Regions from separate parts of the Mus musculus genome. Here region 1 is linked to region 2. A link is a contact called in public ChIA-PET data. All regions are on one chromosome and are shown on one strand. Each heading gives the region's core, a stretch centred on a gene start, on an enhancer-like site or on the middle of the called end of the contact. The rest is flanking DNA. Distances are from core to core; before and after follow the strand shown. Region 1 has its middle 5.6 kb from the start of Gm32663. Region 2 overlaps Rap1b (RAS related protein 1b).

The links. ChIA-PET counts read pairs in DNA pulled down with a chosen protein or histone mark.
Region 1: a contact with region 2 is called in an RNA polymerase II ChIA-PET map of effector CD8 T cells, with 664 read pairs. The contact joins two enhancer-like sites. A contact is called at or near these places in 2 of 15 datasets of contacts at CTCF or cohesin (CD8 T cells and large pre-B cells), 9 of 484 Hi-C or Micro-C datasets (the G1E-ER4 cell line, bone marrow-derived macrophages, embryonic stem cells and 3 more), 5 of 115 datasets of contacts at active chromatin or transcription factors (CD8 T cells, bone marrow-derived macrophages, effector CD8 T cells and 1 more) and 4 of 9 other capture datasets (adipose tissue, embryonic stem cells, liver and 1 more).

What each region holds. Positions count from the first base shown.
Region 1 is chr10:118,004,345-118,010,668 of GRCm38.p6, reverse strand. No RefSeq gene overlaps it. Among named protein-coding and RNA genes, the nearest start is that of Gm32663, 5.6 kb to the left of the region's middle. Within about 2 kb of position 3,663, at least 55 of the 459 cell types and tissues checked have an H3K27ac peak or open chromatin away from gene starts, as enhancers often do. A contact at or near this core is called in CD8 T cells, effector CD8 T cells and regulatory T cells, where this site is marked.
Region 2 is chr10:117,825,008-117,831,479 of GRCm38.p6, reverse strand. All of the region lies in intron 1 of Rap1b (RAS related protein 1b), which reads left to right. Among named protein-coding and RNA genes, the nearest start is that of Rap1b, 18 kb to the left of the region's middle. Within about 2 kb of position 2,354, at least 54 of the 459 cell types and tissues checked have an H3K27ac peak or open chromatin away from gene starts, as enhancers often do. A contact at or near this core is called in CD8 T cells, effector CD8 T cells and regulatory T cells, where this site is marked.

The sequences.
Region 1 (6,324 bases), core at 2,414-4,913, 180 kb before region 2:
AAAACCCTAACTAAGACATGGGCACATCTCAGATTTTCATATCACATTTAATGGATTCATGGAATTTTTAAGATAAAGGAATCTAGGAACCATCCGATACAAGTCTTATGATTCAGCCCTGTGTAGATCAAAGATCCTTTGCAGGTATGGATGGCATCAAGAAAGTTTACCATTGTCTTTGATTCCTAATTTATGCCAATACTTACCAGCAACTATGACCACCTTTAATATGTAGGTGTCCAAAGATGGTCCATACATACAAGTGGGTTTGTTTTTCCTTTTTAATATTCCTAAGAACTTTGTACATGTATTGTCTTGCTTGTTCTAACCACAACCATGAAGAGCTGACTCCTAAAGAAGTTGAGATTCACCTGTGTCTTGTATTAGTACTGGGCAGAGCCAGGACTCCATCTGATGGTAAACCCTTGCTCATTCCGTTATACCAGTGGCTCTCAGATCAAATATCAAACATCAAATATCCTACTGAAGTGGAAACTTCTGGTTCCTTTGAGAAGCCAGTATGTCAAATGTTTTGCTGAAGCAGACACAGGTGAGAGGATGTTTTACTATAGCAAACATGTGAAAGGACACATGATGTTCAGAAGGAATATGGATATGACCCACAGACAGAGATAGAGCATTGGTTTGCTTTGCTCCACCTCGCCATTCTTTGCTAACAGCATGTGTGTATTGGTTCGCCTTACATTGCATTGCTGAGCTTTGCTGTGGTGATGCCATAGAGAGAAACTCACCAAAGAACTTCTGGTGGTGTTCTGGCGGCTTCTCACACCACATTTCTGCCCCCACACTGCCATCTAACCCATCTTACTGATAGCACGCCATTTCCCTGAGCCTCTCTGGGTCACTCCTGTGGGTCCCACTGATGGACACAGCACATAAAATGTAAAGCATTGTCACAAAAGTGGGTAGAGGGTCAGACCAGTTGAGAGAGTCCCTGAGCAAATATTCAAGGGGTCAGCGATAGAGAAGAGGGTGCCTAAAACATGGAGTCAACTGTTGCAAGCATGGCTGACTTCCATCCCTCTGCATTCGTGTCTCTAGCATGGTGGGAGGAATGTTTTTTTTTAGTGTCCGATCTCTGTGGAGTGGAAACTTGGTTCTCATCTATGGAACTGTTGTGTAGCAGCGATTCTTCCACTCTGTGAAAGGTTTTACTGGTGTCTTTTTAAAAAACGTTTTGTTTTGTTTTGTTTTGTTTTGTTTTGTTTTGTTTTGTTTTGTTTTGTTTGGACTGGTGTTTTGCCTGCGTGTGTATCTGTGTACCACGTGCATGCAGTGCCTGTGGAGGCCAGAAGAGGGCATTGGATCCCCAGAACTAGATTAATGGCCAGTTGGGAGTACTGGGAATTGAACTCTGGTCCTCTGGAAGAGCAGCCAGTGCTCCTGACCACTGAGTCATCACTCCAGCCCCTCACTGGAACAATTGATACCAACAGTATGATCATCAGCTACTCTGGACTCAATCTTGAAATATGAGCTGTGCTAAGCCTGTTGGAATTCTTCAGAGTTCTCTGGCTTCCAAATGCTTCTGAGCTTGATTCTGAGTCTCTTGGGCCAAAAAGAAGCAACTTACAAACATCTAAATCCTAAACTGCTTCCAAACGACACTGCTTCAAAGAACTCTGCGTGAAGCAGCTCCTTTGCTGCTTGAGCTACCTATTGACTGCGGTTCCTTGGCTGTGGTTGTGATTTTTTTTACCCTTGAAAACACAACGCTGGACTCAAAATCAACTGATACTGATACTCAAAATCAAGAGATACCGAGAAGGTCTCTCAGCAACATGAGACAATTAGGGTGACCAAGGTTCTCTATTTATCCAGACGGACAAGGGTCCCAAGATACGGGACTGTCCCCTTTAAAACTGCAAGGTCACTAGCTAACTAGTAGCAAGCTAGTCATCCTATCCCAGGCACTTTATTGGCATATCAAGATGGTATTTGTTTCTGGTTTTTTACTATCATGTACTAATTGTTTATGTATGTATGGATGTATGGATGTATGGATGGATGGATGTCTGGTGTGATATTTCTATGCATGCACTGATCAAATCCATTTTTTTGTTGTTGTTTTGGTTTTTTGTTTGTTTGGTTTTTTGAGACAGGGTTTCTCTGTATAGCCCTGGCTGTCCTGGAACTCACTTTGTAGACCAGGCTGGTCTCGAACTCAGAAATCCGCCTGCCTCTGACTCCCAAGTGCTGAGATTAAAGGTGTGCACCACCATGCCCGGCTCAAATCCAGTTTTAAAAGCAAATCTTTTTCTCTTAATAATCTTTAAGATGTGTCCTAGAACCAAATGTTGCAGCAACCCAAGATGCTAATTACCCATTAATGTCTTTAAACAGCATTTTTTTGTGGCCTTGCAGAAAACCCAACGTTTAAATCTGTGACAATGAACACAGTAGGTTAGGGCTTCCGTAACACCCCCGACGCAGAAGAAATACACCACGCAAATGAAGAGCAAACCTGACACAGGCAACAATGGTTCATTTCGGTATGGAAAGCCCTGGCAGGGACTTCTACAGAAACGCAAGCCTTCAGCATCCCCTAGGAGCCTTTATTCACTGCCAGGAAAAGCTGGGACAGGAGACTTCACTTCTCTGAGGATGGGGGTGGGGCTTTACCTCACTTTCCTTATTCAAGGGCCTTCCTCTGCCCCCTGCCCAGCAGTAATGGAATGAGCAACCCAAATAATGTGCACACTAATTAAATCTTCTATAGAGGTGGGAGGGAAAGAGTCTGGCAAGAGGCCAAGTCGTTTTAATATTTCCTGGGGGAGAAGAGATAAGAACTTAGTCAATCTAATCGAAAGAAAAAGAGACAGAGAGACAGAGAGACAGAGAGACAGAGACAGAAAGAAAGGATGGAAAGAAAGAAAACAAAAGTGAAAGAAAAAAAAAGAAAAAAGTCTATTCCTTCAAGACTCAAGCACCCCAGTTGTAATTGATTGATACCATTTAGAGGTAATCTAGCAGCACTGAATAATTTATTTTAAAATAACAGATGTGGAAACATGAAGCTACACTAGCCACTGTCCAGCAGCACATGTACTCATGATGAATACCATGCCAAGATCAAGCCTTCGTCTTTGTTTTAAAGATTTCCAGACACCTCGTTTTAGTAGTTAAATTTAGGAAGGCAGTAATTTCGAGCCAATGGGTGAGACTGGATTATAAATCTTCATTCCATGAATACAGGCCAATCTTACTGGGCACCGTGCAGGGACGTCAGAAAGACAGTAGAGGATGGAGAAACAGGCCCGCCCTTCACCACAGGCTTGCTTCCGTCAGATCCTTCCTGGTGATAAAACACCTGAAATACATCAACCTATAGAGACAAAAGACTTAGTGTGTTCATGGTTTGGAGGGGCTGACTCATGGTCTCTGGATTATAGTTTGATCAGTGAATAATTGAGTCTGGTACCTATCTGCCAGGACTCCAATATCTGCCCTGTGGAAAGTGAGAGACCCAGCACTGCCTGTGTCCTGCCCACAGCTGGGACCTTTCTGAGTCCTTTGCATAGCGTCTGCTGTGAGGCAAGATTTCTGGTCCACATTTCTGCCAGTGTTGACCTCACTGTCTACTCTCCTATCACCGTAGTGAGACAGACGCCGTGTCAGGGAGTACAGCTGCTGCCTCCTGTGCCCAGGAAGCAGAGTAAAAGGAAGAGGCTGGAGGCCCAGCAGTCTCTTCAAGGAGAAACCACCAACTACATACCTTCCTTCCGCTAGTCCCCACCTCTTAAAGGTCCCACCACCACGACCACGAATAACAACAATATTCCCAAAGCAGTATGACTGGCAGCCAAGCCTTTAACGAAAGCCCCTCTGAGGAATATTTAAGATCTGAATATAATAAGCGAGGAAGACCAACAATAAGTACCAAATAAATAGAAGAAATAAATTCAATGATCAGAGGCAGTGATAAATCTACTCTCATCTCACATTACAGCTCCGTGAACCACTTATAACATCTACGAACTCTCGATTTCAGCTACTGTTAAGACAATAAGGTTGGGTTTTTTCCTCAATGTGGTAAAAGTCATGTGTCTCCATAAAGAATGATTTAACACAGTATTCTAATTTCTCCCACTAAAAGAACCTATATTACTCACCATAGCCTATTAAAGTATTAGATTGGTATTTGTTCTATCAACATATTTAAAGTCCTATAAATAATTTACAACTTTAAAATACAAAGCTTTACAAATAGCCTGGCACTCCCTTCCTCACCACTAATGAACACTCCTTTTCTTGCTAGTACATCTAACACCTGTTCTTTCTAGTTTCTAGTACAAACAAGGCACCAGCCATGTAATACTTCTGTCAGGGTGGGACAGATTATAATAGAGATGAACATTTTCAGGGGTTTAGCATCATGGCCTTCATAGAATACACATGTCCATGATGAAGTTGGCCAAGCAAACTCACTGAACTGCTATTAGTATAAAAACAAAGCACATACAGCTATGTACAGACTATACTCGATAATATCAATAAAGGACTCACTGGGCATGCTAGTACATGCCTGGTGTCCAAGCACTTGGGAGGCAGAAGCAGGAAGATCAGGAGTTCAATGACAACCTCAGCTACAGAACAAGTTTGAGACCAGCCTGAGATCCAAGTCATTCTTGAGTGTGGTGTGTGTGTGTGTGTGTGTGTGTGTGTGTGTGTGTGTGTGTGTGTTTGATTTAATCTCATGCTATTTTCCCCCACCGTGGCAATAGGCAATATCACATACACACATGCACACACACATGCATACACATATACACAAGTGTGTACACATATATACGCACACATATACACATATACACATACATACATACATACATACACACATACATACATACACACATATACATACATACATACACATACATATACACACACATACATGCATACATACACACACATACATATACACAACATACAAACACATGCATACACACACACACGCCTAGGGATATAGTGGACCATGCCATCTAGATGTATGACATATATTCTCACAGACACAAGCTTGCTTAGTGATATATTTCACATAAACTATCTCCAATGTTTAATATCGTGACTGTAGAATATGGGATCAAGTCTCTGTTCTACCTCGGATAGTTTCAACCATCGCCTACTAGCAGAGGAGCAGGCAACAGAGACAAAGCGTGGTCCCATCAGCTTCCTCTCCTGGAGCCTTTTGGAATGGCTGCCCTGCTCACCCCTCAAACTCTACATATTCCTTTCACTCCCTGAGGAATGGCTACCACTTCCCAGCACTTCCCTGTGAACCATCCCCTCCAGAAAAGCTTGTTCTGCAAACCGGAGCCCAAGTTTCCCGTGCATAATTTGTCAGTGATTGATGCCAGCAAGGATATTACCATTTTAATAAGGTCTATAAGAACTGAGAGTCTAAGAATAGGTCTCCAGGCCTTGTGACTGACAGGATACATGGACCAGCCCGAAGAGCTCCTGACCACTGATTTGCAGCCTTCCGGTCCAGGACCCAGGTGCCACACGGAGCCGGAAGCTGCAGAGGGTATCTTGCCTAACATTAGCTCCATGATACAATATAAGGCAGTGCTGTTTTCAACGTTGCTACCGGGAACATTGCGTTCCCTTTGGGGTTCTTAGTCTCATTAATAAAAGGCTTTAAAAACAGACCCAGAAGGGAGCTCAAGGACCGTTTTATTAGCTCTTGAAAGAAAAACAGCAGTGGGGGCAAGCTGTAAGAAGGGGAGGTATGGAAATGGGAATGGTATTCCTTTAGAGACAGGGCTCAAGAAAACCAGGATGCTCGGTGATGGAGGCCAGCTGCAGGACGGGAGGAGGTGTCAAAGCCCAGAGTGTTAGGGAAGGTGTGACCTAGGCCAGGAGAGCACACAGTAGGGCCCTAGGCCAGGAGAGCACACAGTAGGGCTACTGAAAAGATTCAGAAACAGGAGGAATAGCACGTGCTTTGAATTTAGAACTCAAAAATGGAGCGGACTCAGCAGGGAAGATCTACAAAACTGCTACCCTGAGGGAGGGGCTTCTGGGAGGTATAAGTGCGTGATCTCATTAAGGGGATAATTATTCCTCCTGTCCCCTTCACACTCCTTCAGGTCTATCAGATTTCCGGAGGCGTGGTCTCCCTCCGGGTGATTGCCAGGCCCAGCTGGGCTAACTCTTACAGGAGGAGACAATTGCATGTCAGGATCTACTCTTGGGAGCAGAAGAGAATGGGGTATCTCCATTCTAGGCAGTGGGTTTTGTTGTTGCTCTATTTTGCTTTGTTTCACTCAGGAGGCTTAGGGGAAGGGGCAGGGGTAGGGG
Region 2 (6,472 bases), core at 1,105-3,604:
GCTATACAGAGAAACCCTGTCTCGAAAAATAAAAAAACAAAGCAAAACAAACAAAAAAAAAGAGTAGTCTATATATTGATCTTAATAAAAATTCACAATAATTTGGATGTGTCATTTTGTTGCCTGCTATTAAATTACTACTAGATACTTGTACTATTAGAATTCTTACGTTGATTTTTAAGTATTTTCCGTTTCTCAATATAACATACTACCCTTTAGGTTGTCTGCTGAGTCAAGGCCCCTGAGCGGTTTTCAGAGCAGAGCTTTTTCCTGTGTTCCTGTAAATACTTGGTGTTGTTTCTTTCCTCTTCCTGTGCCTGTGTGATGGTCAGGCTTCATTCTGAAGAGTTCTAATTCCATATTAGACTTCCTCTGATACCTTTGTTCCTTTTGGCCTTGGTATATTCTTTTCTATTGAAACGCTGTAGTTCTCTATAAGTCAGTTCCTGGTTTCCACTTGAAGTCTTCATTGTGTTTCTCATAGCACACGCTCCTCCCACCTTTGGTGGCACTGCAGTTTGAACCCACACCCTGATGCTAGGTTACAGCCAAGCACTGAGCCATATCCCTCGCTTAGTCTCTGTTTTGTCTTTCCCTATAAGGCTTCTTGAGAGCAAGTGTGCTCTATTCCCTTTTATAACTAAGACATGTAAGACCAAGTAGATGCCTATCAACATATATTTTATTCTGTAGCCATCTTTTTTACATGCCATTGTTAGTGGACTTTCCCAAGGCATTAGAATACCCAGTAAGTAGTGTTGCTTGGAGGGCACTGGGGCACTCTGGCTTTTAAATGTCTAGTGTCATATTTTGGCTTTACTAGAACGTGATCTGATTCAGAAATTTTGGTTGGAAACTATATATAGCTTATCGGGTGATAGCTTAATGAAATGTGAAGTAGCCTAAAAGTTCCCCCTCTTGTTTTTCCCAGTGGTTTAACTATTGACCACAGACATATATGGAGTGTAGATCTGTGCTTAGGAAGGTCTGTACCTCCTTATTCCTTAGGCTTGGCATTTGTATGTGTTTCTGTTATATAAATCATAGGATGCAAAAGTTAATATCTTTCAATAATAGCAGATATGTAACTTACAGTAAATTGGCTGCTAACCATTGCAGATTGTATCAGCAGATAAAGCTAGGGCTAGAGAGAACTCAACAGTTAAAAGCACGTGCTGCTCTTGCAAGACCTGGGTTTAGTTTCCAGTGTCCACATGAAAGCTCACAACTTTGTAACTTCCATTCCAGAGGTGAGGAACTTAGACAATATACATATATTCATGCAAGCAGTCGTACACATAAAATAATCTTAGAAAAATAAGACCAAGTAGAACATAACTGTTCAACATGCCCCTACACCTGATGGCATTGCCGGAAGCAGAGCTGGCAGCTAAATACACTGATTGCACAGGTAGTCTCAGAACTTCAGAGAGGTTGACATGATAAAGAGGATCCGGATTTAGGCCAGGCTAGGCACAAGGCCCTGTAAGAAAGGAAGAGAGCAGGAACAGAAACCAAAACCAAAAATACGCATGCTTGCTGAGGCAGGAGGATAGTGTTCCAGGCCAGCTTGGGCTATGTGAGAGTTTGTCTTACACAGAAACATTAATGCCGCCTTGTGATCATGGAAACTCAAGTATATAATGGACTTGTGTGTTTGGTTCATCTTCCTGTGTCATACTTTTTCTTTGTCAAAAATAAGTCTGCACAAAATGCAGTGGAGAATGGAAGATCCTGATGGGTCACCAGTACTGATTGCCTCCTCCCAGACCGTTGCCTTTACAATTGGATGCTTTTTGTTTCATTTCCTTTCTTGAGGTCTATAGTCTAGCCCATACTGGCATAAACCCTAGATCCTCCTGTCTCAGCCTCCTGACTAGTGAAATTACCGACATGCCACCACATATATCATAGCTAAAATGTGTGTGAGTGCAGGCATGTGTGTGGCACACCTTGACATGCAGAGGTCAGAGAACGGCCTCCAGTGTCAGTCCTCATCTTCTAGCTTGTTTGAGACTAGGACCTTTTGTTGTTTGCCACTACCTTTGCAAGACTAGTTGACTTGCAACCTCTGGGGACCCTGTCTGCCTTCATCTTGCTGAAGAGCACTGGAGTTACAGATAGTGGCTACAGTCCCCAGCCTTTGTATGGGTGCTGGGAGTCAAACTCAGGTGTCACAGCTGACTGGCAAGTGCTTCAGCCATGTGTCTCCTCAGCTTTTAGAGTCCATGTGTCTCCTCAGTGCTGCTTTTAGAGTTCCTTGGCTGTCTGAAGTCAAGCACTGTGAACAGCTAGGTAGCTAGGATCTCTAGAACAGCGGGTTAATATTCACTCTCTGCTTACTTACTGTGTTGCTCAGTCGCTTAACATTTTGGGCACTGTGTTTCATTTGATCTTCGAAACTCTGAAGGGATTCTGTTAATCCTATCCGTTAAGGAAGTGACACATACAGAAAGGCCAAATAATGACAAAGGTCATGCCCAGTCCAGCATTAACTTTTACTGTATTTTTCTAGTTTATCATAAAAATTACCTTAAACCCTTCCTGTCATAGTCTACTATCTATAGCAAGTAGTAAATTAATATTCATAATGCAGTTATCTAAACTGTCCTGCACAGGAAGCCTGACAAGTAAGTGCACTTGCCTGGAGAGCTAGCAACGTGTCTAATAAGAAAAAAGGGTTGGGTTGTTTGTTTTGGATTTTTGTTTGTTTGTTTTGGGTCAGGGCCTTGTTTATCTGGTCACTCGGCTGAGAGAAGCCTGTAGTGCAGTTAATGCATTCCCTGCAATCAGGTCCTGAACGCAAAGGTGACGTGTGTAACAGAACTGGAAGACATGGTCTTGAGTTGCAGGTCAGGTTTTGTTCCTGAAGATTTCAGTAAAAGATTTGGCAGGATTGGTTGGGATTATAGCTCTATTTACTGGAACTGTTAATACTAACCCATGAAGTGGTAGGAGAGACCTTTTCCCTATTTGTGGTACTAAATCTGGTCAGAACGGACAGAATGCTGTAAGCAGCTTCATGTTGGTTGGTTCTTCGTTATGTTTGGTTTGTGAGGCCGCCTCACTGTGGCCCCGACTCCCCCGTCCTGCTGCCTCAGCTTCCCAAAAGCAGAGGCTCCACTACACCTGGCTAAGAGTTTTATTTTTGACAGGAATCTGGGCCTCTTTTTTTCTTGAAAGATAATTTTTAAACCTGCTCAGTCCTGAATTCTGTTACTGTGCCCAGCAGGTTAGGCTGTGTGTCCTGACACTGAATTAGTTAAAGTTTTTGGAAGCGAAAGGAGACGTTGGTGATCATCAGGAACCGTTGCGGTGCTACTTTGGGACTTGGAGGCGGAAAGAAGTCAGGCATCATCTCACTTGCAGAGTTTAGTGGGAGAAGTAGCATCCCTTGACATCAGGAACTAGTAGTTAAGGGGTTTTACTTAGCCCTTTGTAATTTAACATCGAAGAATTCCAATTGAGGGAGGAGAGTTAAACTAAACAACTTGAGGATAAGAAAACTGCTTGTTACCGACATTCTAAGGGGAGCATTTGTAGCTACTTGTAGACTCTTTGGCATAGAATTTTACTGGAAAAATAATCAGGCATAATCAGGCCTTTAAAATCTTGCTTTTTGAGGCTGAAGAGATGACTCTGTGAGTTAACATACACAAGAAGACCTGAGTTCAACTCCAGCACCATACCCCACTTTGTCCTTTTTATACTTCCCAAGCTTAATTCTCGTGACCGTTTCCCTCCCTCCCCCCTCCCCCAATTTGGATGATAGTTGGAGAGAAAGCCCTGCTATTGCCCTATTTAGAAATTAGAAAAAAGGGTTTTCACTGAATGAAGCATCTTGGAGATTTTTGGGTTACCAAGCCACAAGGAAGAAGAAAATGTAGCTCTTTATATCTTCCTTTGGTTGAATACTCAATACTGTTAATAGGTTTCCTAGTTATGGGCAGTGTATGTGTAGGCAAATTGTGACATTATAGTCAGACCTTTAAAAATCTGTATCATATTTGAAAAATACACAAAAACATATTGAGGCGGTGCTTTCAGAGAGGGTTTTTTATGTAATTCACGCACGCACACACGCACGCACGCACGCACGCACACACACTGACCAGTGTGTCCCTAAGGAAGATTTCTTAATAAGTTTCAGTTTTCAGAACATGTTGGGCTGTTTGCATCCCCTGTCTTGATGCTTTTAACTGCCTTCATAAGTGAGGGGTAGTTCAGTTGGTATAGCTAAAGTTCTAGAACATGTCTCCACAGATTCCCTAAGGTGTGCAGCCTGTTTCTGACACAGAAGGAAATGTAGCTGTGGTGGTGTGTTTATGACAAGAAGATATTCCCACCATCAAGAAAAAGTGCCTTGTAATAATTCAATCCTCTAAACCTTGATGAGAGTATAGGGTACTTGGATGCTGGCATATGGCAGACCTTAACCGCATACTTAAGAGCTACATGTTTCACAGGCTATAATCTATTCCTACAAATTAAAGTGTTTCCTGTGCTTACACTTTAAACATAAAGAAGTGTCTTCCTTACACACACATCTCTAATCCCACCCAGCACTGAGGAAACTGAGAATAACTGCGAGTTCGAGGCCATCCTGGTCTGGAATGAGACCCTACCACTAAAAAACAAACAGGAGAATAAAGGTTTCCCAGTAGATTGTGAGGTTCCCCCGACAAAATATCTGTTAGAAGGCAAAATGATTACAAACTGATAAAATGATTGTCACCATCAGGGTTTTATAGGTGATCCAGGTGAAGTTTGAGCTTAGTCCCTCATGTTTGCCTGAACTGATGGTTGGTTTTACTCATCTTCAGTCCCCAATGGGCCAGCTTGAAAAGCTTATGGGGCCTTTTCCCTGCGTTCTCTGTAACAGGTGAAAGCAAGACCACCCAGGCCAAAACAAATGTGAGACAAAACCTCACAGATAGATGAGCAAAGAATCAAACAGTGTTGACAAGTGGTTCCACTCACAGTGCGAATCAGAAAGCCAGCTGCCTTCTCCATAGGCTACTTGGTTACAAGTCTTGCTGTAGCAGGTCAGGGAGATGAGCTCAAGGAGTCAGATGAGAGCCTCTGACAGTGCTGCTAGACCTGGGGAGCTTTCTGAAGTGAGGCTGTGAGGGTCTTCAGCATGAGAAGGCAGGAAATACTAAGCATACAGTTATTACTTACTTAAGCAAAAAACTGACCATACTAGAAAACTGCCTCCCCTGGGCAGAGCAGACTGCTGCTTTTATGATTTGAGGTAAATTATGAAACTTAAAGATTGGCAAACTTGCAGAGGCAGGAGTAAGTTATCATGGACTGCAGAATGGAAGAACTGTAGAGCTGGGATCTTACAGTGTGGCTCAGGTTAGCCTCAAGCCTGTGTCTTAAGAGTTCTGAGATTGTAGGGATGCGCCATCGTGCCTGGATGCTGTGTTTCCAGTTCTACATGTCACAGTCATTTTTCTAGAACATTGTCCCAGGGAACAGGGATTTTCCTCTATTCGTTGAGTATATGCCTGTTCTCAGCTACTTACAGTTGATAGTTGTATGTGGTTCAGGTTGTTTACTGTTGTCTTAAGATGGTTTGAGAAAAGAGGGGTAGGTATGTCATGTTAGCTTGTAAGTCGTAAAAAGCTCTTAGTGATGTTTCTCAGCCACCACCCCAACCCTCTTTTTTTCTTCTCCTTTTCCCTTGGATATTCTAATTGAAATTATTATTAATGCTTGCTTCTAGATTCTTGGGTCTTAATTAGTAAATTGAAGGAAGTGCACATAGATTGCATACTAACAAGGGAAAAGCAGAGCAATAGTACATGTCAGGTGTGCTGCAGAGACATGAGTAGGCTTTCAATTAGGAGGACCCAGGGCTCCAGGTCGTTGTCCCGGGCCTTGCTTTATGGGCTCTTGGCAGGAGAGGAGGCGTTTGACTGCAAAGGGAATATGAGGCTGTGGGGTGGGGTCTCTGTTTTGCTTGGCTGGTTTTGCTCACTGCCTTTCTCGTGATGCATCCAGTTTTAATCATATACAATGCCCAGCTATGGGTAAACATAAGATGGTACTTAGGAATTCTCTAAAAGTTCACTGAGCACAGTTTGCCTTACTGCACAATGTCCCAAAACTAGTTCAGGGCAGATCTGCCCTCTCATGCTATTCCTAATGTATCTAGGATTATTCTCTGTCCATGACACAGGGCTTCTTGAGACTTGCTAGGGGAGATTTAAAAACATACCCTGTTGTTTGTGGTGGAGCGTGCTTGTAGTTGGATGCAAGTTGTGGGTCTTTGGATGCTCACAGTTGGGGGCGAGGGGAGTCTTAGAACTCCCTGTGGCTAGTGCCTGCTCTGGTGCAGGTCAAGAAGGGTATATGGGTCGCCTAAACAGAGTGGTGTCACATGCCCATAAGCTATTTACTATACTTCTCTGCCCCAAAAAGAGGGAACTAAAAAGTATTGTCTGTAACTCTTTGTATCTTCCCT